Linked DNA regions of Rattus norvegicus: region 2 is linked to region 1. The links are chromatin contacts, called in public Hi-C maps. All regions are on one chromosome and are shown on one strand. Each heading gives the region's core, a stretch centred on a gene start, on an enhancer-like site or on the middle of the called end of the contact. The rest is flanking DNA. Distances are from core to core; before and after follow the strand shown. Region 1 holds the start of Cpa6 (carboxypeptidase A6). Region 2 holds the start of Arfgef1 (ADP ribosylation factor guanine nucleotide exchange factor 1).

What was found. Hi-C and Micro-C count contacts between places; a contact is called where the count stands out from the background.
Region 2: a contact with region 1 is called in a Hi-C map of Schwann cells, with 2.4 times the contacts expected there. The contact joins the promoter of Arfgef1 here to the promoter of Cpa6 in region 1. A contact is called at or near these places in 2 of 12 Hi-C or Micro-C datasets (the A7r5 cell line and Schwann cells).

What each region holds. Positions count from the first base shown.
Region 1 is chr5:13,305,614-13,312,366 of GRCr8, reverse strand. Cpa6 (carboxypeptidase A6) reads right to left here and starts at 2,707. Exons shown (of 11, transcript NM_001415862.1): 1 at 2,414-2,707. The coding sequence starts at 2,529.
Region 2 is chr5:13,759,821-13,766,813 of GRCr8, reverse strand. It overlaps Arfgef1 (ADP ribosylation factor guanine nucleotide exchange factor 1), which reads right to left and starts at 1,839. Exons shown (of 39, transcript NM_001277056.1): 1 at 1,560-1,839. The coding sequence starts at 1,683.

The sequences.
Region 1 (6,753 bases), core at 1,458-3,957:
ATGTCTCTTGTCAAAGTGTGGTCTGATATAGTTACCCAAAAAGGTCTCAGCCTTTGTCTTCAGAGTCCCCTGTAGGCCTGTAGGTTCTCTAACTCATTTTTAAACTCATTTCCTGAGACACTTCAAGGAAGCCTCTGCTACACATTGGCTCTATTTGGCTGTTATTGTTTGGATAGAGAGGACCCGCTGCTCATTAGCTGCCCTGAAGGGGCCTTGCTGTTTTTCCTGAATATTCTAATTTTAATTCATGCTCAGGGGCCTGCAGATGACAATCACATAGGATTGCATTTGGGCAAGACCTGCCAAATATCTTTTCCATAATATAAGGGATAAGATTATCCCATAATTATTAATAAGAAAATCAACACGACCTATGAAGGAATAACAATAAGGCAGCTTACAGCCATGCTAAACAGGCGGTGGCAAAGACAAAGACAACGTTAGCATTTTACTGTTTTCCTACCAGATCCTTAATCCCTAGAGAGCTAACTGTGTACCCAGTGGTTCCTAAGTAAACAAAGCAAAGCACTCCTGAGTCAAGAAGCATTTGTCCTTGGTAATGAGAGAAGGACGTCTGTATCTTGAAGGTGAGTTAAAGTTCTCTGTTTTCCGTGGAGGGAGCACTCAGAATGGTTCTGATTTCAGGAGGCCTTATTGTTAGGTCTATTGTGAGGGACAGGTAGTGAGAGAGTCTTCACCTCCTCAGTGCTCATCTCACTCTTTGGTCCTCCCAGCATTCAGACATCTGGTAATTTACACATTTGGGGCTATCTCATTATGTTGCAGGCTAGAAGAAATGGCAATTACTACCTTCAGTGCACAGTAAGAGAGGAGGCAGGACGATCTCCCAGAGAGGTGGCCATTTCTTAAAAATTCTGACAGAAAAGATGCTGCTGGCCTTCTTCCCCCCACACCGAGTGGTGCTTGGCAAAGGACGCACACCTGTTCAGCTGAAGGAAGCCGGTAACTCATGACTGATGAGTGCCACACTGAAGTAATTATGTACAAGGGCCACAGCTGAGTGGAGGAGTGGGGACCGGTCTCACACGGAGCACATCTAAACTGATGATATATGTTCATCATCTGGTCTGACGTCAGCCAAAAGGTCCGATTAATTCCTCCACAGCCGTAGGCTGCAGGTCGGTCATTAAGCATTCTTTGCTCGCATCTCTAAGGAGGGTTGTGAGGCACATGACAAATTACAGGATGGTAAGCCTAGGCCTTGTTGTGCAGGAGACTAGGAAGAACCTCTTGGATGTAAATGCCCTTCTGTGCCTCAAGAAAAAAAATATAGGTGGGAATTTTCAAGGTTATATTCCCACCTTTATTTCACCGAACACCTTCCCACTTGATCTTGTTCCCTCTCCAATTAAAATCATGCTGGTGAATGTCTCCCTGTAAATCCTGTATTTGGAAGATTACTAAATAAAAGCACCATCCAGCTCCATAGGGAGAGAAAGGGAAACACAGTTCTGTCTTCCAGATTCTCACAAGCTCTACATAAGATACCTAAAATGAGCAACTTTTCTTTGGGATGCTAATTTTTTTCCCACTGGAAATAACTGAGTGGTACAGGGTTGTTACTTCTCCTCCTTGGTTTTAAGCCACCAAACTTGAGGATCTAGTTAAGGTTCCTCTCTAAAATGCAGGCATTCTATAATTTCCAGATTCAAAGAACAGCACTCTGCAAATCTGAGCCAAGCTCACGCTGTCTGTACCACAGCAAGCCTTCGGGATAATAAGAACATACACAGTGGTACATTGCTTTAGTCCCAGCTCTGGGCCTCCCTGAGATTGCCATCTCAGAGCCTTCTAACTTACAGAGAGGAGAAAACTGCTTTTTTCTTCTGTTTCTCCTTAAAAATACCAGCATTTTACAGTTGACTACTTTTATTCTGCTTATTTTGTGTTGAATTATTTGAACTGCCCAGGTTTGAAATATGTAACAATCACTCTGACACTTATTTTTTTTTAAATCATCTTCAGTTCTTCAATAAGAAGTCACTGTTCTATTATAGCCCGTGGCTGAAGTGCGTGCACCATTCTAAAGGACACTAATTTTCAGGTCATACCTCATATGGTATAACAGTATCTTTTAGCCTGAGCATCCACGGAGGCAGGGACTGCAGATACTAGCCACAGCACCCCAGAGACACTTTCCCATTGAACTCTGAGGCCGCAGCCGGGACTGGGACGCTCTAAACAGTGTGATAGTCAGACTCTTGCCTTCTGCACTTTCTCAGCCAACTGAACCAATACTGAATGCTGTTTACACAGTTTATAGAGGGGACTATGAAGCCCTCAGAGCCACACAGAAACCACAAACAGCAACAAAATGGTGAGGCACATGGGGGGTAAACAATGCCCTCATACAAGTCAAAGCTTTGCAGCACAAGAAGTTGGCTCCACTTACCCAGCATAGCGGTTGTCATAAGAGTGGCAGTGCCCTGGTTGCAGAATCTTCAAAAGGAGGCAGCAAACAGGCAGAAAAGCAGCTGTGAGGCTCCTGGGCTTCCCGAGGAACTTCATAGCGTTGCAATGAGAGGAGTTGAAAGTTGTTTAACTGCAGTCACCAAAGGAAGAGGCTGGAGGTGGCTCACAACACCCCCTGCTCACCAGCAAGTTGTCTGGGAAAGGGGTGGGGGAGAAGGCTTGGGAATGAGCAAAATGTGACACTTTAGGCAGCCGGGGAGTTGCTATTAAGACTGGTTCTTGTGAGGAAATGCAGCCCAGCCCAGCCTGGAAGCAGGGGCTGATCCTAAATCAGGCTCTCCTGAAGGGGCTGGGCCTCCCTGAGCTGACTCACAGGCAGGCTTTGCAGGGTGCCTGTGGGTAACCCTTCTTTGGTTTTGGTTTGTCTGTTTGCCTGCTGGAGATCACTAAGTCTTTTGTATAACCTTTCTTCCTCTGCTACCTTGATAGCATGGGGACCTTATCTTAATTGCCAACATTATGTAGGAGACGAGTCCAACAAACTGGCACAGACATTCCAGGCTTAATGATTTGTTCTGTCACAACAGATTTCCCAGATTGAAACCCACAGTGAAGGGAACTTCATATGTGAAGGAGGAGGCTTAGGCACCTGGAGTGAAGTGCTGGCCTCATTCTGGCTTGTAACTATATGTGGGCAAACAGAAGCTCTGCTAGCCTGCTAGGAGCTCTTGGTATTCACTCTGCACCGGTAGTATCCAGATCGTGGCCATTGAACAGTTTTTTTGAAGGTCTGGGAAGCCTCTCAGGGCTGTGACCGTGGCTTGAGCACTTGGAATCATTTAGGAAAACTGAACATTTTAATCAGATTCCAGAAGGATGGCATCTGTCATTGCAAAAGATCCCCCAGTGACTGGGGAAGCGGTTCAGTGAATGGGAAGGCATGAGGGCTCAGGTCCACATCTCCAGCATCTATAGTCTCAGGGTGCAGGTCTGTGATCCCAGTATTAAAGTGTGTGGGTAGGGACAGGTGCCATTGGTGGGTGGGTGCTGATGCACTTAGTGACAAGCTCCCTCAGGGATTCCAATGTTGAGATACCAAGCTGGTTTAGAACGGGGACTTCTCATAGTGCCTATAAATCACTGGTTTGTTCTGAAGAGGATTGCAGCTGACGTGGGAAAGTCTGCATTTATGAGGTGTTTCAAGGTGGGGGCTCATGTGGAGGCCCCCCTGGTTGCACTTTGAGTAGCAGCAAGCCTTGACTTTAGAACAAACCCTGCTTTTTCTCCTTTTTCTAGACTGTTATGGGGGAGGGGACAAATCAAGACGTGTTGGAGCAAGCCATTTGCTGCTGGAAATTTCCCATGGTTTTAGTGAAGGGACTGACTCTGAATTTTCTTTGCAGCCGCAAGCTTCTACTCACACAGAAACCCCACATTGTGGGTTTGCTTTGCCCGAGCTCTGAGGGTATGAAGATGCAGCCTGTCACCTTTGTGTTGAGCACGGGTGCTAATTTAGAAGACAGTGGGCTACGGTAGCTTTATTCCAGTCAAACTCTCATACTTGTGTCGTTTCCAGAACTCCTATACCCTCCACTGCTGGGGAAAGCATAACCCTTCTCTGTATCCTCTACCTGAGCACAGGGTCAATGTCAGCTTCGTGACAGACAAGATCATTTAAAACGATTCCTTGACATTTTCAAATTCTCCCTGAATTAGTTTAATTAATCTTTCCCCTCTGTGTCCTATTCCCAAAACCTAGGAAATCTGCTATGGAGCTCAACTCTGTTGATTTTTGTCAGGTTGCTTCATAAAACTGCTTTTCTCCCAAAGTACAGGAGTGTATCTCATTTATTGTATGAATGGAGTTCCAAACAGCTTAGCTGAAGGAATGATCACCAACACCTGATGAGTGGGTGAAGAACCTGGAAAGTGAGGAGAGTCATTCGAATTCTGCCTGGTCCCGTATTCAGTTGAAGGAGAAAGGTGCTTTGGGACTGGAAGTTTCTTAGGTCCCTGGGTCTCCTGGAGGTGGTGATGGTGGTGATGGTGGTGGTGGTGGTGGTGGTGTGTGTGCATGTGTGTGTGTGTGTGTGTGTGTGTGTGTGTATGTGTATGTGTTCATGTGTATGTGTATGTGTTCATGTGTGTGTGTGTGTCTATATTTTCCTTTTGGACTTCAGTGCTTAACACTTTGGACTTTTTATGCTGGTGGACGGGGGGTAGTGCTCAAAGCAATGCTTGAGACTTTTTTGATGAGCTCAAGAAAGCTTATATGAAGCCAGTGACCTGTTGAAATAAGAGGTTACTGTGTAAATAAAACACTTCATCTCTCCACATTTCATTATGTCAGAAGAATGTATAAATCTGTCATATTATATCACAGCACTAAACTAGGAATGTTCAGTGTCTGACTAAGGATTAAACTCATCTTCAAACCATTCTGCAGGATCAGATCCAAAAAGCCCCATTCTGCATAGACTCAGTAGTCTCTGAGACTCAGGGGACCATTCCCTGGACCATCGAAAGAGTCAAAGAGACCCAGGAGGCATTCTCTAGCTTTACTAAAAATTGAAGATCAAAGAGAGCTTCTCAAACAATGGAAGTCATTTCTAGCAATCCTCCTTTGCTTTTTTTAAGGCCCAGGTTATCTGATCAAGCTTCTCTTGGGGTAGATAAGCACCCATAAAATGAGTGATAAATGAGGTCTATTTAGCAAGTAGGAGGAGAAGAGAATGGGGTTATAGATAGATTCAAAGATAAAAGCTTCATTTTTTAAGCCACCAAGAGGTAGTGAATTATTAATCTCCTAGAGGATTTGGGAGTGGTAAGATGAGAAATGCTGTTTATCGGTTATGTGTCTGTCATATTTTAGTGAAAAAATAAACTTTATTAAAATAAAAATTGTCATGCAACAAAAGAAAGGAAACTACATTTGTGAAAGGAAGATGCTATTTTTGCTTTGGATTCATTATTGATCATTAGATAAATTTTAGATCTGAAAGTGGCTGGTGGTGGAGGAGGGGAGGCCAGGGAGATATTTTCCAAGCCTTACCTTAAGCATACGGATAAGAGCAGATTTATTTTGCTAAATACCAGGAGAAGCTAAAGGTGTTGGGCTCTGTACTATAGCTACCTGCAATGGCAGTCATTATTCAATGTCTAATTACCGCACACCCACTGTTGATCTATCTCTGTCATGGCTTTCTGGCATTGCTCAAGCTGAGAAAGAGGTGCCTGTGTAGCCAAGTGCTGTCCAAGAATCTCCGCAGTTGTTTGAGGAGTGTTCCGACACTTCCTTTAGTAATAAATCACAATCCTACCCCTCTCCAGACCCACTAGCTTCCTTTCTGAACCTTCCCTGGCAGAAATGAAGATACTTAACGACACATTATTGTCCTTCCTTTTGACTGCCAGACTACCGAAACAGGGGTCTCTGCAACACTGGAATTTCCCAGGAGTCTCTTGTTGAGAGAAGGAAAAGCTGGAATCCTGGTGGCAGGCCGAGGAGGAGCTAAGTAGACCACATTGCAGGAGAGCCTGGAACCATGAATCAAAGATGGCAGGGCCACACATTGATCAGAGCAGCTTAATTAGTCAAACTCTTGGCCTTTGTTTTCATTTCAAACTCGTGTCAGGATCCTGAACATGAACTTGGGTGTAAAGGGGCGTCAGTGGACCTACTTGTTTTTCCTGAACAAATCTTTATTTGCTTTTCGTGGTTGCCTGTTTCTTTAATTGATCAGGTGAAGAAGGATGACTGAATCATAGGGCCAGCCTTTGACCCTAAGAGTCCAACAACACTGCTTTGAACAGTAACCATTCCTCTTGTTCCTGAACTGGTCCTCTTCTCTACACACCCAAGGCTGCTCAAAAAGTGCATTCTTGAGCCTTGGTGACTTGTTTCCATTCCTTCCATCCATTCCAGATCAGCAGGACCTCTAAATGTACAGAACTCTATTCTTTTACTTTTTTAACTGAAAGTAGATTTTTGTCATACCATATATTCTGATAGGGTTCCCCCTCCCCTAATTCACCCTAGCTCCTCCCATCACCTCCAATCCACAGCCTTTCTTGCTCTCTCTCTCTCTCTCTCTCTCTCTCTCTTAGAAAAAAGAAAACAAAAAGCAAGTATCAAAAACTAAAAGAAGAAAATAATAATAAAATAAGATAAAATAGAAAGCAACCAACCAAATGGCCAAAGAAAAAGCAAAAGATTCACATGAGATACTGAGAGATGGTTCAGCTGTTAAAGGCTAGACTTCCAGCCAGCCTCAGCACTCTGCTCTCAGCTTGCTGCACAATTGCTGACAACTAAAGCTG
Region 2 (6,993 bases), core at 590-3,089, 460 kb before region 1:
ACATACAATCGAACAGCAAAGCTTAGTTCTGAAATACTAAAACTTTAATTTGAAATTCATATGTTCTTTATCCTGCCAAGTTATTGAAAACCCTACAGAGCACAATTATTTTAAAAGTCTTTAAAACTATTCCTATCACCCCAATTAATGATTCCTTTCAGGACCCAAATATAAACTCAGTTCTTGCAACTGTACAATAGTCTTCTCATTCACCAGGAAACGTGTTAGTTACAATAACAAAATGGGAACTTAAGACCAATGAAGGGGCAAAAGAAGGGACTATTTAAGTCCACTATACTACATTAAAAACAAAACACCACCAACAAAAAGCACCCTTTATTTTTGGTGGATGTAAACAAATCCATTTGATGTTTTCCATATTACTAAGTTTAAGGATTGAGAAAACGAGGGAGTCTGTAACATTTGCAGCAAGTTAAACGGTAGTCTTAAGTCAATACTTAAATGTAAAATTGTCTCCTCTAAGCTATCGTGACCCCTTTAGCATAAAGTTAGTTTGTCCCCTTTCAAAAATGTTTTTCAAAACCCACTTATAACCATCTCTGTATCTTGCAAATTTGAGCTGCTCTAGTCCAGGGCTATAAACAAAAATGTAAGTAATCATCACACACTATCTGTATAAAACGTTCTGGTTTCTCGCTTAACAATTCTATTTGATGGATACACTAGAGCTACCAAAGGCCAGCCTCAAACAAATCGTTATCCGCCTACCACGGTTATAGGTATTGTTTGGATTTCCCCTGCTGTGGCTTCACTCACTACACTAGACCTCTTCCGTCTGAACTATAAATCACAATTGAAGCTTGAGAGCAGCTGCCACTGTCCAGACATGAGGCTGGTGGGTGTCATTGTCTTTCTTTATTCTCTCATTCTACACACACCCCTTTCCATGTTACCTAATGCCAGTTTATCTAAAGGTTCTTTCCTTCCCCATTTCCACACAGCCGCCACCACCACTCCTTAACCTCTAGTCTTGTTCTTCCAGGTCAGCCCAGTAGGCTACATTACTACTCTTTTTTTCCCTGTAGCTGGGACAGAGAGATGGCAAACTCGAGGCACCTTTTGCAACCCCCTCTCTCGAGACTGTCAACAAGGGAACAACTTCAACCTTTCTTCTCAAAGTACCACGCCAAACCATAAAGTTATTGTAATTGCAATACGGAACCCTCCCCCACGCCCGATCTTGTCATATCGGCCCCACCTCAATTTCTAAGCTAATAAACAACAGCTCATCTTCTGCTCCATCACAAAGGAGGACATTCTGTCCGCACCGCAGGGGCCACCAACAACCCCAGCCCCCACCCCATTCAGTCCAGTGGAACGCTCGAAGCCAGGTGCCCCGTGATCCTTAACCATCTCGAGTTCCGGGGGCCCCGGCTGGCCGCCCTTCCTCCTCCACCCAGCCGGTGCCCCGCGTCCAGCCGAGTTGCTGTCAACTCCAGTCCAGCGGTCAGGACCGGGCCAGGACCCCCAGGACGAGCCGCCCCCCCGGCCCACCTCTGGCGGCCGGCCCCCCGCGCCGCGGCCTCCTCCAGGCTCACCTAGGGCCACCTCGCACGCTTTGCGCAGCTGGGAGTGATGCGCCTTCTTCACTTCCTTGTCGGCCAAAATCTTCTCCAGGGCCCGGGTCAGGAACATGTTCTTCGTCTTCTTGCCCTCATACATGGACGCGGAGGAGGAGGCGGCGGCAGTCCCGGCGGCTGGAGGGGAGGCTGAGGAGGGAGACGGGGAGGGAGAAAGGCGAGGAGGTGGCGATGGGGGCGAGGAGGCGTGGAGGGCAGCCGCGCCACCAGGAAGCGGCGGGCGACGCAGAGCGGCCGCGGGGCCGCCAAGGGCGTCGAAAGCCTCGCCACACTCGAGGGGCCGCCGTTCGAGGGCCGCGCCCGTCCGGCCTCCGCGCCGTCGGCCCGGCGGTCGCTTCCCGGCCGCCCGCCTCACTCGTCCCTACGGCCCGGCGGCGGCGACGGAACTCGGCCCGGGCGGCCGTCTTCCCGGGGCCGAGGGCCTAGGCGGCGGCGCCTCACACACCCAGCAGGCGCGAGGCTGCCTTAGCTACCGTGGGGACGAGCACCCGCCGCAGCCGCAGACTGGCCTCCATCACCGCCGACCTGCCCCGGACGCCATGTTGAGAGGAAACGACGCGTCACGCAGCGGCCGAACGGCTGCAGAGAGGAAGCGGCGGCGGCGGCGGCGACGGCGGCGGTGCCAGCCCAGAGCTGCCGCGGCGCCGGGAGGCAAGGGGCGGAGGGCGGCGCGGGAGGAGCGGCCGGAGCGGCGACTCTACGGCGGCCCGGCGGGGACTCGCCGCCTCCCGCGTTCGCCTGCAGGGCAGCGTGGGGCGTGGCGGGCGTCCTGCGGTGTGGCGCGGCGTGGCGCGGGGCTTCTGCTTCTGCGGGCTACTGGGATGTGCGATCCCCGCACACGGGGCGCCCCCAAGGCCCGCAGACAGGACCCCTGGCTACCGTGCACTGGTTCCCCCAACTTTCTGAACAGCTGGTCGCTGGGGAGCAAAGTCCCTCGCGGTCCTAGGGCCACAGGAACACCCGCGTCGCTCTCTCGGACGCACCTGGTTTCCGCCTGCCACACGGGGTCTAAATTTCCTTCTCAGGTGTAGGAAACTGCTATCCTTGACCGATCCTTTCGATTGCTTCAAGGAGGATCTCTTTTGCAAAATGTAAGCTAAAAATCAGTGGGCGAGGATTCAGGAATGTTTTCACTTTTTACTCTCTCTATAGGGTAAGTCAGTGAGCCCGAGATTTCATGCCCTTTTCTGATTGACTCTGAAGTTAAGGTGAGTGCTTCTGATTTAGGCACCCCACAGAGTCCTCGGGTTCTGTACCTTTAATCCTGAGATTTCAGAATGGAAAAGCTCTAAGTACAAACATACTCGTGACCATGCCGTGCCTACTTTAATGTCGAAGAACTCAAATCACTGCTCTTCTGAGCGGAAACGTTAAGAATCCTTTGAAATAAATACAGACCATACTATTGTGTGGCTCCAGCAACATGGGATCCCTGTTAAGATATGTCTTTTGCTATTTATTCTTTTCCTTAGATTGTGTTAGCTGTGGACTTATACTAATGCAGCCATTCAAATCCAAAGATGTGAACACTGCAAAGTGACAGGACTTGGGACATGTGAAAAGCAAAAGGAAATAAAAATGGGAAATCTGAAGGTGACATACAATTAAAATGGACAGATATATATCTTGAGAAATCCACAGATCCATTACCTTCGTCTTAAACACTAGATTCTTGGAAATTAGAGATTCATTTTGCTCCTACATCAAATAGAACGTACTCTCTGTTATACATTAGGGAAACATACTCATTTCTAATTTGGTTTTGCTTCGCAACGCCATGTTTGAACCAGGTTCCATTGAAAGTACTATCTGTAAGTCAGATCAGTTTATTGTTCTGCCTCCATTCCTAGCTGCATTAGCATTCTCTAGCTTCCCTTCTATCTAGATGTAGCCAATAGGTTTAGCTCATTAAACAGACAACAACTTTCAGAAACTACCTTCCACTCTCTTTTCCTGCCTTTGGCTACATAGTAAAGAGAGCAGAACAACAAATTCAAAAGAGTTTGAGCCTCAGAATTACTCTTTAAGCAGGAGTACCCATCGTTATGAATATCTGTTTTGGGTTTTACACGATGCAAGGAAAACTTGTCAGTTATGTTTAATGTTTTTATACTAAGCAGCAGACATGAATGTCAAGAATGAGCAACCTAGAAATCCTTGCCCTTGAAGAGCTCACAGTGTATTTAATGTGTCACAATCTATAGTCATATTGTCCTGCTTGTTTACTGGTTGCCTACTTATCTCATAGGAGCAAAGACCTCGTCCATTCTTTCCTGTGTGTCCATCTACTGTGTTGCTGGCATAGGGAATTATAATGCACTCGTCAAATAGAAACGTGGATAGATGAAAGACACTAGACAAAGCTCTCCGTGATACCTCCCTTGTAGAGCTTACAGTATGTAGAGGCATGTTAACAAATAGTGAACAGGAATTGCAAAGCATGTGTGAAGTATGATTAAAGGAAGGGCCAGCAGGTGGTCGGCTGCAGATCTTCAATGCAGGGATAACTAGCCAGAAAAGTGACTGTTAAACTGGAGACTGATGGAAGGAGAAGTTGGCTAAACCAAGTCAGAAGGGGACGGCATGATCAAGCTAGTGATCATGTAAATAGATACATGTATACATGCATGAAATTTCTGATATATACCTTTGTGGTCTGGTGAGTGGAAGGCCCAGCAAGGGTGTTGACAGTCACAGCAGTGTGGGGTAATCCATGGGTTGTGACCCCTGGCCACCATGTAAAGTCTTGGGATCAAGCTTTATACAAGGGTCATGAGGGGCTGAAGCTTCGTAGCATCTGCACAGGCTAAGGATTTTGTCTAACGTTTTTATGAAAGTTCTAGAGGAGTTTTAGAGATGAAAGAAAATGGGCAGGCAAGATTTATTTTGGTGATGGATTAGACAGGACTCAGAAAATTGGCATCAAAGATAAAATACTCAAATACTGGGTTTTGAGCGAGAACCAGGTGGAAAGAGCATTTGTAGGGATAAGCTAGACTGGAATTCGAGTAGATGTAAGACCAAGGATATGCAACGTCCTACTGTAGGAAAAGAATGCTTCTGAAAACACAATTCCAGTTCCTCCCTAGTTGAGCCTGCAACTTCACCCAAGAGTCAGGAGTAGACTGGGAATGTTCTCAGGAGGAAGCAAAATGGAATTAGATTTTAGAACAAGGCTGACATTCTGGGACCAGAGAGGGAAAATGCCCTTTTTAGTTTTTTATTGACAGGTATTCAGAGGGTGCCAAACTTGGGTAAGCATACTTGAAACGGAGTATGTGCATGGGTATTTCTTTGTTTCTTTTTTCCTGTTTACTCATAGTGCTTGGATTATTCAAGCCCTCTTCAGTATTCCTTGTAGTTTTCAAAAGTCTTGAATTCTATTTCTGTTCCTCACCTTATCACTGAATAACTAACTCCTCATTAATTTTCCTGATATCAGTAACCTCACTGTACACTGTCTGTTTTGGCTTTTCTCTTTGAAAAATTTTGTACTTTGGTTCCAAGGAGTCAAATAATATCAGACAATAAAAGCAATAAACTACTTTCTCTGAGATTCAGTATCTTGGCATGCTTTAGCCATGTTATAAATGTCTCTGGGATGTAAAAATTGAAGTTGGAATACATTTTTAATTAAGGCTGAATATCTTTGGTTGATGATTGAACAAGATTACTAGTATTGTGTTTACTTGGCTGCAGAAGCAATGAGTCCAGTGGCCTTTCACAGGACCCCTGGATTCTATCACCTCTCAAATCATCCCATCTCTGACCCCTGATTTTAGTGTAAAAAAGGTTTGTTATAAAAGTGGATCCATTGGCCAGGCCCCTGAAGATTTGATTAACAAGAGAAAGCAAACAAGTTTACTAACAAGTTCAGCGAAGCTACACACCAGAAGGTAACCAGAAGTGGGGCTTGGCTGGCATCTTAAAGAACAGTTTTAGAGACGCAACAAAGGAAAAGAACTCTGAGCATCTACAGCAGTGGATCTGAGAGCCGGGAACACAGGGAAATGGGAAGATAACAAGTAAAGGTTATCATGTAGGTGTCTGTAGTGGGATCTTCAGGCCACATAGAGTTGTCTCCACTAATCAACTTCTGGATAGAGAGGAGGGCTCTTTTGTAAATTCCTGTCCTGCTTTTAGTCAAATATAGGGAGCAGGGGGCAATGGATTCCCTTGTGTATATTTCTAATTGTCTTTGGTTCAAAATGATTTAGAATGGGTTAGGGTGCCGTATTCAGCCACCCAAGCAATTTCTCAGTGGTGGTATTAATAGTTAATATTTATACAAGCTTATTGTGGGCAAATACAACAACCCAAATGAAGGTTTCATTATTAGCCCTCATTTATAAATGAAGAAACTAAGCTTAAAGAACAGACCACGCAGTTGGCAGGTAGCAGAACCAGGAGTGGGGTTTGTGGTTTGTGGAGCCAAAGTCCAGAGCCCATACTGTAAAGAACTAAGCTGTGTGTTTTTACCAAGCCAACCTACTGTCATTGTGGTGACCTCTTCTATCCCCAGCCACACGTATTTGCTGTGGGCACTCACCTTTCTACCCCTTCTTCAGATTTCCTCATCCTGTGTTTTATTCTCACACCAGAAATCCAAACGTGGGCGGGGTTCACCCAGCTCGGCTCCTCTCTCTGCATCCCTGAGTGTCCACCACCACCCCACCTGGCTTTGTTTACTCAGCTTTCCCAGCCTGGAAAACCCCATCATCTGAAAGTCCTCTCGCTTCCTCAGTTACACCCTTCCTTCCTTCCTTCCTTCCTTCCTTCCTTCCTTCCTTCCTTCCTTCCTTCCTTCCTCCTTCAGTCTTCTCTCAGCATCCCCTACCTCGTACTTGAAACCTCACATATTGAGGCAGGATCCCTCACGGAGCCTCAAGCTTACCAGTACATTCTGACAGAAGCAAATAGAAACACGTTGGTAACCTGCCAAAGCGAATGTGTACTCTTGCCCATTCCTTTGTCTTGTTTCTTCCCAATGAAATACAAGTGTTCATCCACTTGAAAATGGTCATTTAGTAGTATGGTTTCATAAGACGTACCATACCACCTTCAAATTACCCTCAACTACTGTGTGTGTGCGTGCGTGTGTGTGTGTGTGCGTGTGTGTGTGCGTGTGTGTGTGTGCATGTGTGTGTGCGTGTGTGTGTGCGTGTGTGTGTGTGTGTGTGCGTGTGTGTGTGTGCGTGTGTGCGTGCGTGTGTGTGTGTGTGTGTGTGTGTGCGTGCTTACACTCATATTTGGAGATCAGAGCCCCTCCTCTCTCCTTTGACCATGAGCATTGTGGGGGGATTGAACTCAGGTCACCAGGCCTGGTGGCAAGTGCCTTCACCCAATAGCCATTTCACCAGCCCTCAAATGTTACCTATTAATGACCTTGTTA